2 separate regions of the Mus musculus genome follow, and region 1 is linked to region 2. A link is a contact called in public promoter capture Hi-C data. All regions are on one chromosome and are shown on one strand. Each heading gives the region's core, a stretch centred on a gene start, on an enhancer-like site or on the middle of the called end of the contact. The rest is flanking DNA. Distances are from core to core; before and after follow the strand shown. Region 1 overlaps Sergef (secretion regulating guanine nucleotide exchange factor). Region 2 holds the start of Nomo1 (nodal modulator 1).

Region 1 (5,763 bases), core at 42-2,541, 580 kb after region 2:
GAGTCCTCAACCCCAAGTCCTAGTGAGTGGACTGCTACTCTCACCAACCCCAAACTCTCCGTTGCACCCTCACCTGTCTTAGCAACCAGGTGTGTCCAGCCACTCCAGACAGCAGTGACCTTTTCATCCTGAAAGTAATGTGCTTCTATTCTCTGGGGCAGAGGAAGGAACACAGCGCGGGAGGCCAGCTGCCCATGCTTGTTACGGCCCCAGACGTACAGCTCTCCTGTATCTGAAAGAGAGGTGCATGGGAGGGAAGTCAGGAACATGACCCAGGAGGGTAGGAGACAACGCTGAAAAAGAAACAGCTAAAAGGGATCGTTTCCTACTGATACCACAGCACTTAGTAGGGCCATGCACAATACAAAATTTATGTAGGACGATCTAATGTAAAACTTACAAAATTCTGTACCTAAGCAAGGCCTGGCGTATATAACATGTGCATGCATGCACATATTCATGCCTGGGGCTGGGGGAGTTGTGGGTACCGGTGAACAGAGAACATCGTGTGTCCTTCTCTGTTACTTTTATTTTATTCCTCCGAGACATGGTCTCCACCGAAGCTGGAGCTAGGCCAGGAAGCCGCAGGAACCCGCAAGTCTCCACTCTACACAATGCGTTCTATGTGAATGCTGAGACTCAAATTGAAGTCCTCATGCTTGCACAGTAAACCACTTAAACTTAAGATAACAGGTTAGAAGACACACTATTTGGGGGCTGGAGATGTGGCTCAGTTGGCAGAGTGTTTGCTTAGCACACACAATCCCCCAGCACTGCACAAACTGGGTGTGCTGGTGCTTGCTTATAATCTCAGAACTCTGGAAGTAGCAGCAGAAGGATTAGGAGTTCACGGTCATCCTTGGCTACACAGTAACTTCAAGGTTCAAGGTCATCCTTGGCTACACAGTAACTTCAAGGTTCAAGGTCATCCTTGGCTACACAGTAACTTCAAGGCCAACCTGGACTACAGGAGACACTGCCAAAAAAAAAAAAAACCTGTATGGTATTTTAGCTTAAACCTTTTTAAATGAGATTATTTCACTGTGCTCACTGGCCATAGAATAGAATGAGCTACCACTGCCCATCTGTGCGGCCCCTGAGCTCATCTGAGCCTCACAGCAATCTCAGGATGGAGGCAGAAGTGCCTGGCAGGGTGATGTAACAGGAGCAGGAAGCAAATGCAGAGTCAAGTGACTCTGGCTGCTATTCCTGGACCTGCTAACTAGCTATTGACCTTGGGCAAATCACTTCCTCTCCGAGTCTTGGTTTCACCAGCTGAATCTGGGAAGGGAGGGCTGCTGGCCTAACTGACGTCACTGCCTACTGGAGCAACTGGTGGGTGACCGTGGCAACCAGAGAGCACATGCCTGTCTAAAAAGTAAACTTCAAAGAGAAATTTTAGACAAAGGTCAAACAAAATGAAAGCCAAAGCTGTAAGTCAGCCAGTGAGATACCAGTCTGCAGTTCCTCTGTGAGCTTCCCTAGGCCTGCAGTGGGGCTAAACACTAGTCACACCTGAAGTGTGAATGGCCCACGTGAAAGTACTCAATGGACTGCACAGAGACGGCACGCAGAAAACATACCTAATAATGTTCCTATTATAGTAAGTAAGATTTTGGACATTCAATAAGATTAATTTTACCTATTTCATTTTAGCTTTTGTGAGACAGCTCACATCCTATTATACAGCACGGTCCCAAAAGATAAATTAATCAAGGCTGGGACATGTTAAATGGCTTTTCAAGATCACCTGGCTAACAAGGACTCACACACAGCCAGTGAAGGGACGAGGAAGGAGCCAGGCCTGTTTCGTTTGCCGAGTTCCTGATAAAGTTCACAGTACTGCTTGCCCTACAGTGGTCTCATATTCCCTAAAACTCATCAAAGGCCAAACAGGATGATGACAGTCATAGCTCAGGGATCTCCAAGTTCCCTCTGCCACCCACTCGCTGTGGCACACTGAGCACAGCACGCCATGCCCCATTTCTTCACCTCTAAGGTGAAGGTGTGTAAGTGAAGCTTCCGCCACTGACATCCTACAGATCCACGATGTGCCTCCAGCCTCCATCCCTTAGAGGAGGGCAAAGACAGCACCCCTCACCCCATACAATGTCAACCCAGTAGATGCTGGAGAGCCCCAGAGGTGCCATGGGTGTGGAGCCTCTGTGGCTCAGAATATCCAAGCCATCTTTTTGAAAGACAGACTGCCTTGCCATGGGGATAGTTACACTGTTGCATCAGCAGGTAAAATTAAATTCTGCTGCAATGCCAAATGGTTACATAATCTACAAGGACTCCAGGGAAGAGGTCTAAAGAACACCGAGCCCAATCCGATGTGCTAACAGCCTGAGTGAGATGAGAAAGGAGGGCCATTAATCTTCACAATTTTTAACTCACTTTCGAAATATCAAAAACCAATTCACTTTGTGGCTATACTAAAAATGATTAAATGGACACTTTAAAGTGGTGAATATCATATATAAATTATAGCTCCACCAAAAAAAAAAAAATCCAGTCTATGTATTAAACATGGCACCATAAAGTGGCCATGTAGGAAATAATTTAGTAACCACATGTTTTTGTTCATTTTTTAATCGACATTAGCAGGTAATTTGATAATTTCTAAGTTTGCATACTACCAGCCATCTCAAATTAATTAGGACAGAAAAAGAATGAAGCTTAATCTCGGCTCACTCCTCCAGGGATGTCTCTTTCATCACTGGGCGGAGCAAGGTGCTTGCACCCTGCAATCACATTGTCTCTAGAAGAGATGTGGGACCAGGTGCCAGGTACAAGACAGGTGCAGGTGCGAAATACCTTCCCTCGTGAGAAAGTGATACACGGCATCCTGAGGAGAGGCCACTGGGCTACCTAGATACACAGGCTTGGCACTGATGGATAGACAGAGTCAGGAAACTGCAGTGTGAAGGCTGAGCGTGCCGGAGGATGCCTGTAATCCTAGAACTTGGGAGATGGAAGCAAAAGAATCCGGAGTTCTGAGGCCAGCCTCATCTACTTACTGAGTTTGAGGCCAGCCTGGGTTACACAAGACTATGTCTAAAAAAGGAAGGAAGGAATAGAGAGAGGGGAGGAGGAAGAGAAAGAAGGAGGGAGGAAAAGAGGAGGCAAGGGAAGAAGAAAGGAAAGGGAGAAGAGAGGGAAAAAGAAAAAGAAAGATGGATGTTTAGTGTTGGGGGGAAAAAGCCCAAAGAAATGAAACAGGAAAAAAGAGAGAATATATATAAAGTTACATACAGATACGTGCAAAAAACTGGTCATATGGAAAGCTACAAGGATGAAGGTGAAGTAAAACAGAAATAAAGGTAAAAAGAGTAGGCAAACACACGGAAAGAAAACAGGACGATAAATACGTGAAGTGGGCAGCAGCAGATTAGCACAAGTCAATAAACTTAAACTACTGTACAGGAAGGTGGAGAGTGTGAGAAATTGCATTAGACAGTGAAATGGCTTAGAAAGGAATGTACATCCTTAGCCAGGTCATTCGCACCTGCAACCCATGCTCTCAGGAGGCTCAGGCAGGAGTTCAGTACGGTTGAGGCCATCCTGGGTTACATAGTGAATTCCAACCCAGCCTGGGCTACACGGAAGTGAGACCATCTCAAAAGCAAACGAAAGCGCAGTATGCTGTATGGCCATAACTCTCCTCGCTAACACTTCATCAGCAATGAGCCACACAATGGTTCGCTATCACACAGCCTGGGTGCGCAACAGCCTGGATCCCCCCCCCCACCCCCCGACGCTCAGGCAGTGACGCCCCCATCGCTGAGCAGTACGTGGCTATATATAAATTAACTGTTGAGCTCTTGATCTTCCCATCACAGCTCCCCCAAGAGGAAGATAATCTTTTCCACCCTGTATAATTGAGAGAACGCAGAGGCTGAGCACTGAGCTGACGCTTGATGTGAGTACTTTATACGTACCATCCAACTAAGTTCTTACAGCTACCCAGAAAGTATGTTCCAGATGAAGAGACGGTCTCAAAAGCGAAAGCAACTGTGCCTAAAATTATACCTAGAGCGGTACCAAACTCCCACTCCAAAATCTATACCCTCCCCCGCAAAACTCTGACTCAGCCTCATTCCAGGCCACAGCCTGCAGACATCTGAATGGCACATTCGGCTGGTACCCACCTGTTAATGAGGCCGAGTGGTCAGATCCTGCAACAGCACACACTGCTGTAGAATTCTCCAGGCCTGGAAAAGAAATGTGTTTGCTTTGAGCTATATTTATGCCAAAACATGCTGCGTGCAGAGTGGGTTCCAGGGCCGCGCTTTACCTGAGCATGGGGAGAACCCCACCCAGTGCAGGCAGGCGTGAGCAGCAGTACTGGCAGACGGCTTGGCGGGACGGAGACAGTGATGTCATGGGGTTAAAGTGCACAGTCCTCACTATCACTGATAGGAAGAGCGGGAAAACCAGAATACTGCGCAATGATAGAACGCAACTGCACAGATCAGTGTAAAGTCACGTTGCTGAGAGAAGCACACGCATAGACCTGAGAAGGTGCCTGTGAAATGTGTGCACAGGTTTCCGAGCTCTGCCCGCTGAGGAAGGCTGAAGGCAAAAGGGCTCCAACCTTCCGATCCGATCTTGTACAGGGCTTAACCACAAACCAGAAAGCCTCAGAACACAGCGCATTCTGTGATCCTGCTTCTGAGCTCCAAGTCCAGCCCTTTACCTCCCTGAACTATACGGCCTTCAGCAACACAGCAGAATCCCAGTCCATCCTGTTAGGAGCTGGGACAGCCCGTGGTAATTCATGGTCCATCCTGGAGCCAAACACAGTCCTAGTCTACAACTGTTTCTGGAGACTTCTGTTTGACTGACTAAAAGGCACCTCACACCTTCAGGTGTCCTGTGGGATGAAGAGAGCAAGCACAGGTTCCCAGTCATATCCACCAAGCAAGGAGTCCTCGCCCCGGGACCCCTGTGGTAGCAGGGTGAAGGAGAGAGAATGCAAGGAGGTGGATGAGCCGTCCAACCCCACCAGAAAACTCCTCAGACCACTCAGAGCTAACGCTCCTGGCAGATCCCAAAATGGCTGTTTGAATTAAACAGTGGTTCTTATGCCTTCTAGTGACTGGTCCAGTACTAAAATACAGAGAACAAAACCCTGTCTTCCCCCTTGGCACAGGAGAAAACTAATAACCGCTCACACTGGATACAAGATGGTGCTATCCACAGAGAGAAGTCGGTGGAGGCCAGAAGGGGAGAGCCATGTCTCCTTCTCTGAGAGAGCTGTGTCTGAGCCAGCCCTTGAGAAAACCTCAGGGCTTCTCCAGAGGAAGAGGAAGAGGAAGGAAAGGCACTCCCAGCAGAGCTGAGAGTCTACCCACAGGTACAGTGGCAGAGCTGAGTCTACCCACAGGTACAGTGGCAGAGCTGAGTCTACCCACAGGTACAGTGGCAGAGATGAGAGTCTACCCACGGGTACAGTGGCAGAGCTGAGTCTACCCACAGGTACAGTGGCAGAGATGAGAGTCTACCCACGGGTACAGTGGCAGAGCTGAGTCTACCCACAGGTACAGTGGCAGGTCAGGCAGGGGTGACCAGTGCCTGAAGTAGGAGGTCTGGGAAGTAAGTCCTGTCTCTCACACACACTCACACACACACACACACACACACACACACACACATGCACAACCAGAATAATCTGAACACGTGCGTGCCTCCCTCCCCACGAAGTCCCCATTCTTACCCATACCTTCCCTGAACCCTTGAGTCTCCGTTGTTCTGAGCTGG
Region 2 (5,890 bases), core at 95-2,594:
GTGGTATATGCTTTTAATCCCCAGCACTCAGGAGGCAGAGGCAGGGGGATGTAAGTGAGTTTGAGGCCTACCAGGGCTACCTAGTGAGATGAAGTCTCAAAGCCAAGTACAGCATCATTTGTAATGGAAAACCATGTCAACAGAAATACATCATTGGTAATAAAGAAGCCAGATGCACAGATTTCTTTATGTGCACATGTGTGGGTGTGTCAACACAAAACCAGAGCTCTCATCTTAAGGGGAATAATAGATAGTTTATTCTGGAGCCATTTTGAGCCATGGCCCAGGAACACAGATTCCAGATTACCTCAAATTCTATCGTCCATCATGGAAGCAGTGTGAGGTGTCAAACCTGGGACACACCGCTGAGGTGCCTATTTAACATATTAAAGCGGACCTGGCCCCCAGGTTCTATCAGCAACACTCAGCTCCTAACTCTTACAGGGCCACCATGGCTGACATCCCCCATCCCCTGCCCTGAACTCTCCAGGGCTACACCTCTGTGCCTCCTGGCTGCTGCACTTGGTTCCCCTCTCTCCACTCTCCCTTCCCCTCCCTGTCTCTTCTCATGGCTCAGGGTCACGTTCACTCTGGACTCTCCCAGATGTTCCCGCCTCTGGCTGTGCTCTCCCAGATGTCTATAATAAACCTTCTGCCCCAGCACATCCATCAGAGGACGCCTGGAGTATCACTGTCAGGTAGGAAGGTGACCCACATCCTCGGAGACTGAGCTTCTTACTGTTCTCCCCTTAGACTAGACAGTGAGCCCCGGGGGTCCTCCAGTCTCCACCTCCCCAGTGCTGAGGTTGCTGGTGTTAGCATGGTTCTGGGGGTCAAACTCAGATCCTTATCATTGTGAGACACTTTACTGACTGCCGTCAACCCAAGACACCCCCCAACCCCCCACCCTTACTCTCTGGTTACCCTAGTACTCTCTATGTAACCCAAGCAGGGCTAAAGTTGCCCAGGTTGGTTTTGAATGTGCCCTGTGGTTCAGGCAAGCCTTAGACTTGTTTGGCTAAAACAAAATTTTAATATACAGTCAAGCACTGGTAAGAGATGGCGTCGTGGGAAAAAGAACTAAATAACACATTTCTAAAGGGCTTTTTGAAATTACATCTGGCGTGAAATATGTGAGTCAAAAAGACTTGGGCTTTGTTGAATACATTAATCAACAAAAAAGCTCTTAGCCGTGACGATGACTCTGAAGTGGAAGCCTGTCTGGGCTGTTCCTTCCAGAGGCTGCGCAGAGTCCTCCAGGACGCCAGAGGCGCAAGCGGCCATCATTCCGGGCGGATCGCGTGTCGCGTCGGTCTTTCTTGGGGGCGTGGGCGCAGGGCCGCGGCGCGCCTGCGCAGAGCAGCTCCGGGGCGGGTCCTGGGCTTGTCAGCCCAGCGAGGAGAAGGAAGGAGCCGGCTGCGTGCGGTGTGAGGGGCGGGACCGGGCGGGTTGCGGAGGGTAGGCACGCGGAGGCCGGGCCATGCGTGCGGGCCGGTGTGCCGCGGCGCTGCTGCTGCTGCTACTGAGCGGCGCGGGGCGCGCGATCGGCTCCGAGGACATCGTGGTAGGCTGCGGGGGTTTCGTGAAGTCGGACGTGGAGATCAACTACTCGCTCATCGAGGTGAGCCCCGGCCGCGCGTAGCCGGGTGGGCTGGATGACCCTTGGCCAGGCTCTCGGCTGCTCTGCACTCTTCCTCAGCCGCGCCGAGGAGCGGGAAGGCCGAGAGGGTCTGCCCGACCCCGGCTCCCCCATACCAGGACCTCCGAAACTCTAATCTGCCCAACCCATATTGCAGAACTTGGAAACCACACGTGTCACTCTCCGTACTAAAGACCCCAAGGCTCGGACTTACCGCTCCTCCATCCTCCCTGGGATGAATTTAAAGATGATCGATTCCCATTGCTAAGTCCTGACATGGAACAGTGTAACAACCTCTGGGGCTGCGAAGCTGCCCTACCTTCCCCACCTCTCCTTTTTAAAGTTGCCAGCCACCTTGCATAGTTGCTGGAATTACACTAGAGATTTGTGGAGTTATTTTTGACTGAGTCGAAAGTTAATGTGAAGTGGTTATCAACCCGGTGGGATTCTGACCCAGAAAGCCTGTGAGAAGAGGGGGTGGGGTAGAAGTAGACACAGGGGATTGGAGAGAGAGCTAGGCTAGGTTTTCCCAGGAGGGCTGGTAGTGCTGCCAGAGAAAGGAGGGAGATGGGAAGAGGTAAAGACTGGTGCCCAAGGAGGAGAAATGTGGAGGTGCCAAAGAGAAGGGCACCCGAGAGCCCTTTGAGCTGACCCAGTGGGGCCGGGGGGAAAAGGTGAGAAGCCGTTCCCACCCTGAATTCCTGTGGGCGTAGCCTTTCTTCAAACTACCTTTCTTCTAGGTGGGGTTAGAGGTGGTGTAAGATTTCCCGACGCGGAGAATCAACTGTCATCTTCCAGGCTTTCTCTGTAGAGTCCCTCTACCTCGTTGGTTGATTTATAATTGATTTTCCAATTTTTTGAGACACAGTATGGCCTTAGATTTACAATATACCCAAGGCTGGCTTTGAACTCTGGACACTCTTGCCTCTGTTTCCCACAGTGCTGGATTACAGGAGTATGTCCTGGTTCCATGTCACCAGGGGCCGTGCCACCTACTGGCTTTGTAGCATTGGGCATCTCAGAAGCTGCCCTGGAAGGCTTTTCAGCTTGAGCTTTCTGCAGCTTTGAGAGGAAGGAGAGGACAGTCAGGGGTGTCAGAGGACAGTCACCTCACCCCTAAGCACTAACAGGGATTACGAGAGCAGAGAGTAGGTTTTGTGGTCCATTGTGAACTGTGGTGCTCCAGCCTTAGGGCTCCTTGTCCTCCTCTCTGAAGCAACCCATCCTTTTGTAATCTCTGCTTACAACATCAGACATCTCATGCATGTTATCTCCACGGAGGGTTTTCTGAGCTGTACTTCACAAAAGACTTGTACTGCATGGTCCAGAGAGAAGTATGGCAGCCATGCTTTTGATTTTGAATTAATGGGCTTCTTAAATACATGTATAGTGAGAGTTTGAGTTTTTTTTTTTTATCACAAAAAATATTATATGTTGTCATTTTAATCCCATGTGTGGGACATGGGGCTGCCTCAGATTGTCCCCAGTATCTGATGATGATCTCCCTCAGGCACTAGCAGGACAAATTTTGCCAGCTGCAGATAGTTTCTGTGAGTGTGTGACATTTGGAATTCTGGGGACTCTTCAGAGGGAATATAAATGCTAGGGCCCTGAGAGGTGGGGTGTTGGTTGGTTGTTTTAGATATCCTGACAGTAAAGATCAAACTTGCCCTGAGGAACTGGTTGGTCACCCCTAATCAGCAGGAAGCAAGCAGTCTAGCAATGACTTCGCCCCCTTTCCCCTCTATCGGTTTTTCTCTCCTATCTGGTGTTAGGGACTGAAAGGGTGGAAGGAAAGGGGGTGGAAAAGGCTGGAAGAAAAAGAACCCACAAAGTAGCTAAAGGTATGGTTACAATGTAGCAAGCCAGAGTACAATAATAAACAGCAACCAGCAGATACACAGATGACAATGCAGCATCAAAATGAGTGTTCAAAACAGCCATTGACTGAAGAAGTCCGCTGGACGCAATACAGGGAGCCCTGGACAGAGCAGGGTGTCCTTCCTCTCACAAACAAGTAACAATGTATGGAGGTGATACCATCAATTCAGGTGCTTACAACAGCTGGGGAAACTGATGGGGGAATTGAGGAATCAGCTGGAGTCCTGGTTGAGCTTTCTCTCCATGATTGAGTATAACACTCCTGAACTTGTGGCTTCCCCAGGCACTTTTATATCATAGGAGGAAGAATAGTAACATCTGTTGGGAATGGTCCACCTTCCACCTGTGCTCAGTGGTATTTTACTTTTGGGGTATTTTGCTGTTCTTTTCCCTCCCTGTCACAGGGATGGGGCCAGCCAGTCCTTGGAAGACACTTTGAAACAAGCTTGCTTAGGTCTGACAGGGAGAAGGGACATCACTGCTCCCAGAGCCAGCTTCCGAGTGAGCTCAAACAGCATGTGACAATTTACCAATATAGTCTTGTCTTCTTTCTCTCTCTTTCTTTCTTTCTTTCTTTCTTTCTTTCTTTCTTTCTTTCTTTCTTTCTTTCTTTCTTTCTTTCTTTCTGAGACAGGGTTTCTCTGTGTAGCCCTGGCTGTCCTGGAACTCACTCTGTAGACCAGGCTGGCCTCGAACTCAGAAATCCACCTGCCTCTGCCTCCCAAGTGCTGGGATTAAAGGCGTGCACCACCACTGCCTGGCGAGTGTATTCTATAACATGTAAATATTATGGGTATTTCACAGTCTTTCCTCCCCTTCCTCCTCCTCCTCCTCTTCCTCCTCCTCTTCTTTTGGGGGCATGCCCAGGCAGTCTGGAACTTGTGATCCTCCTACCAGGCCTCCAGGCCTCCAGGTGCTAGGCCTACAGGGCTGTGCAGCCACGCCTAGTCTCCCACTCTTTTCAGTCGTCTTCCCTCTGTTTCTACCTGAGGTGCCTTCCTTCAACAACTGTTTTGGTACACGCTGAAGACTTGTCCCAGGTGGGGGATCGTAGTGCAGTAAAAGGACCAGACAAAGCTCTGAACTGTGACATTCTGTCCTTTAATAGTAGCCTGTATAAGCTAAAAAGAAGAATTTTGTGGCTGGAGAGATGGCTCAGCTCAGAGGTTAAAAGTCCGTGCTGCATCTTATTGTGAGTCCGCGCATGCTGTGCGGGAGGCCACAGGATGGCTTTGTGAACTCAGTTCCTTCCTCCCACCCTGATGTTGGCTCCGGGACTTGAGCTTAGGTCTCCAGGCTTGTGCAGTAAATGCCTTAACCTGTTGGGCGTCCTGCTGGCCTGGGAATCTGGATTTTCACAAGTGCCTTGCTAATAGCAAACTTAGAAAGTTTTAGACTCAGACATTTACATAAGCAAAACAGAAGACAACTACTGAAGCCAAGGAAAAGCTTCAAAGAATGAGACTTTAGGGGTAGGTTGAAGGTGGTTTCTCTAAGAAAAATATAAATGACATTATTCTGGGGTGCTCTGACTTCTTTCCCTGTGTCCCTGTAGCCGTTTCAGCAGCTAGCCAGTAATAGGTGCTCAGCTACCACGGGCCAATAGAACGCATGGAGGTGTCATGTGGAAACTTATTCTCTAAGCCAATATTAGAGCTTTAGGGTTTTTTTTCTCCTTTCTTTCCAGATAAAGTTATACACCAAGCATGGGACTTTGAAATATCAGACGGACTGTGCTCCTAACAACGGCTACTTTATGATCCCCTTGTATGATAAGGTAAGAGGTAGAGGGACTTCAGTCTCTATGAGTGACTTTTATGATAGGAAATAATTAGTGTGCCCAAGTGACAGTGGTGGCCAGGAGCATGGCCTTTCTCCCATGTGCAAACATTTTGTTGTAAAGATCAGTGGAATGCAGATTTCCAACGGTTGAGTGGGCTCGGTGGGGCTGCATGTCTCTGGCATGCTTGGCAGTGTCTCCAGATATTGCCCATCACAGCCACAGAGGGGATGCTACAGGCAGCTTAGCAAGAGGAGGCAGAGGTGAGCCAGATGTTCTGAGCGCTGCACAGTTTACGGCAGTTGTCATATGTGCTGCCATTGAAAGACTTGGATTCCATAGAATCTTGTGTTTTCTTTTAAGAAATATTTCAAAAACACCCATTTGTTTGTTTGTTTGTTCGTTCATTCATTCATTCATTCATTCAGCATGTGGAAAGTGGGAATGGGTACAGCCTGCCTACTTTGGTGTGTGTGTGTGTGTGTGTGTGTGTGTGTGTGTGTGTATACAGTGCAAGGGAGAAAGAGGATCAGCAGACAGAAAGCAACCTTTGGGAGCCAGTTTTCTCCTACCTTTTTGTGGGTTCCTGG

What was found. Promoter capture Hi-C pulls out the DNA fragments that hold promoters and counts their contacts.
Region 1: a contact with region 2 is called in a promoter capture Hi-C map of pre-B cells, with 2.9 times the contacts expected there. The contact joins the enhancer-like site here to the promoter of Nomo1 in region 2. A contact is called at or near these places in 8 of 39 promoter capture datasets (the 3T3-L1 cell line, 3T3-L1-derived adipocytes, the C10 cell line and 5 more), 1 of 484 Hi-C or Micro-C datasets (B cells), 5 of 115 datasets of contacts at active chromatin or transcription factors (the NIH/3T3 cell line, T-cell acute lymphoblastic leukemia, astrocytes and 2 more) and 1 of 9 other capture datasets (liver).

Annotation. Positions count from the first base shown.
Region 1 is chr7:46,614,545-46,620,307 of GRCm38.p6, forward strand. Sergef (secretion regulating guanine nucleotide exchange factor) reads right to left here. Exons shown (of 11, transcript NM_013789.2): 7 at 4,152-4,214; 8 at 74-232. Among named protein-coding and RNA genes, the nearest start is that of Sergef, 22 kb to the right of the region's middle. Within about 2 kb of position 1,292, at least 69 of the 459 cell types and tissues checked have an H3K27ac peak or open chromatin away from gene starts, as enhancers often do. A contact at or near this core is called in liver and pre-B cells, where this site is marked.
Region 2 is chr7:46,032,352-46,038,241 of GRCm38.p6, forward strand. Nomo1 (nodal modulator 1) reads left to right here and starts at 1,345. Exons shown (of 31, transcript NM_153057.4): 1 at 1,345-1,621; 2 at 5,208-5,297. The coding sequence starts at 1,481.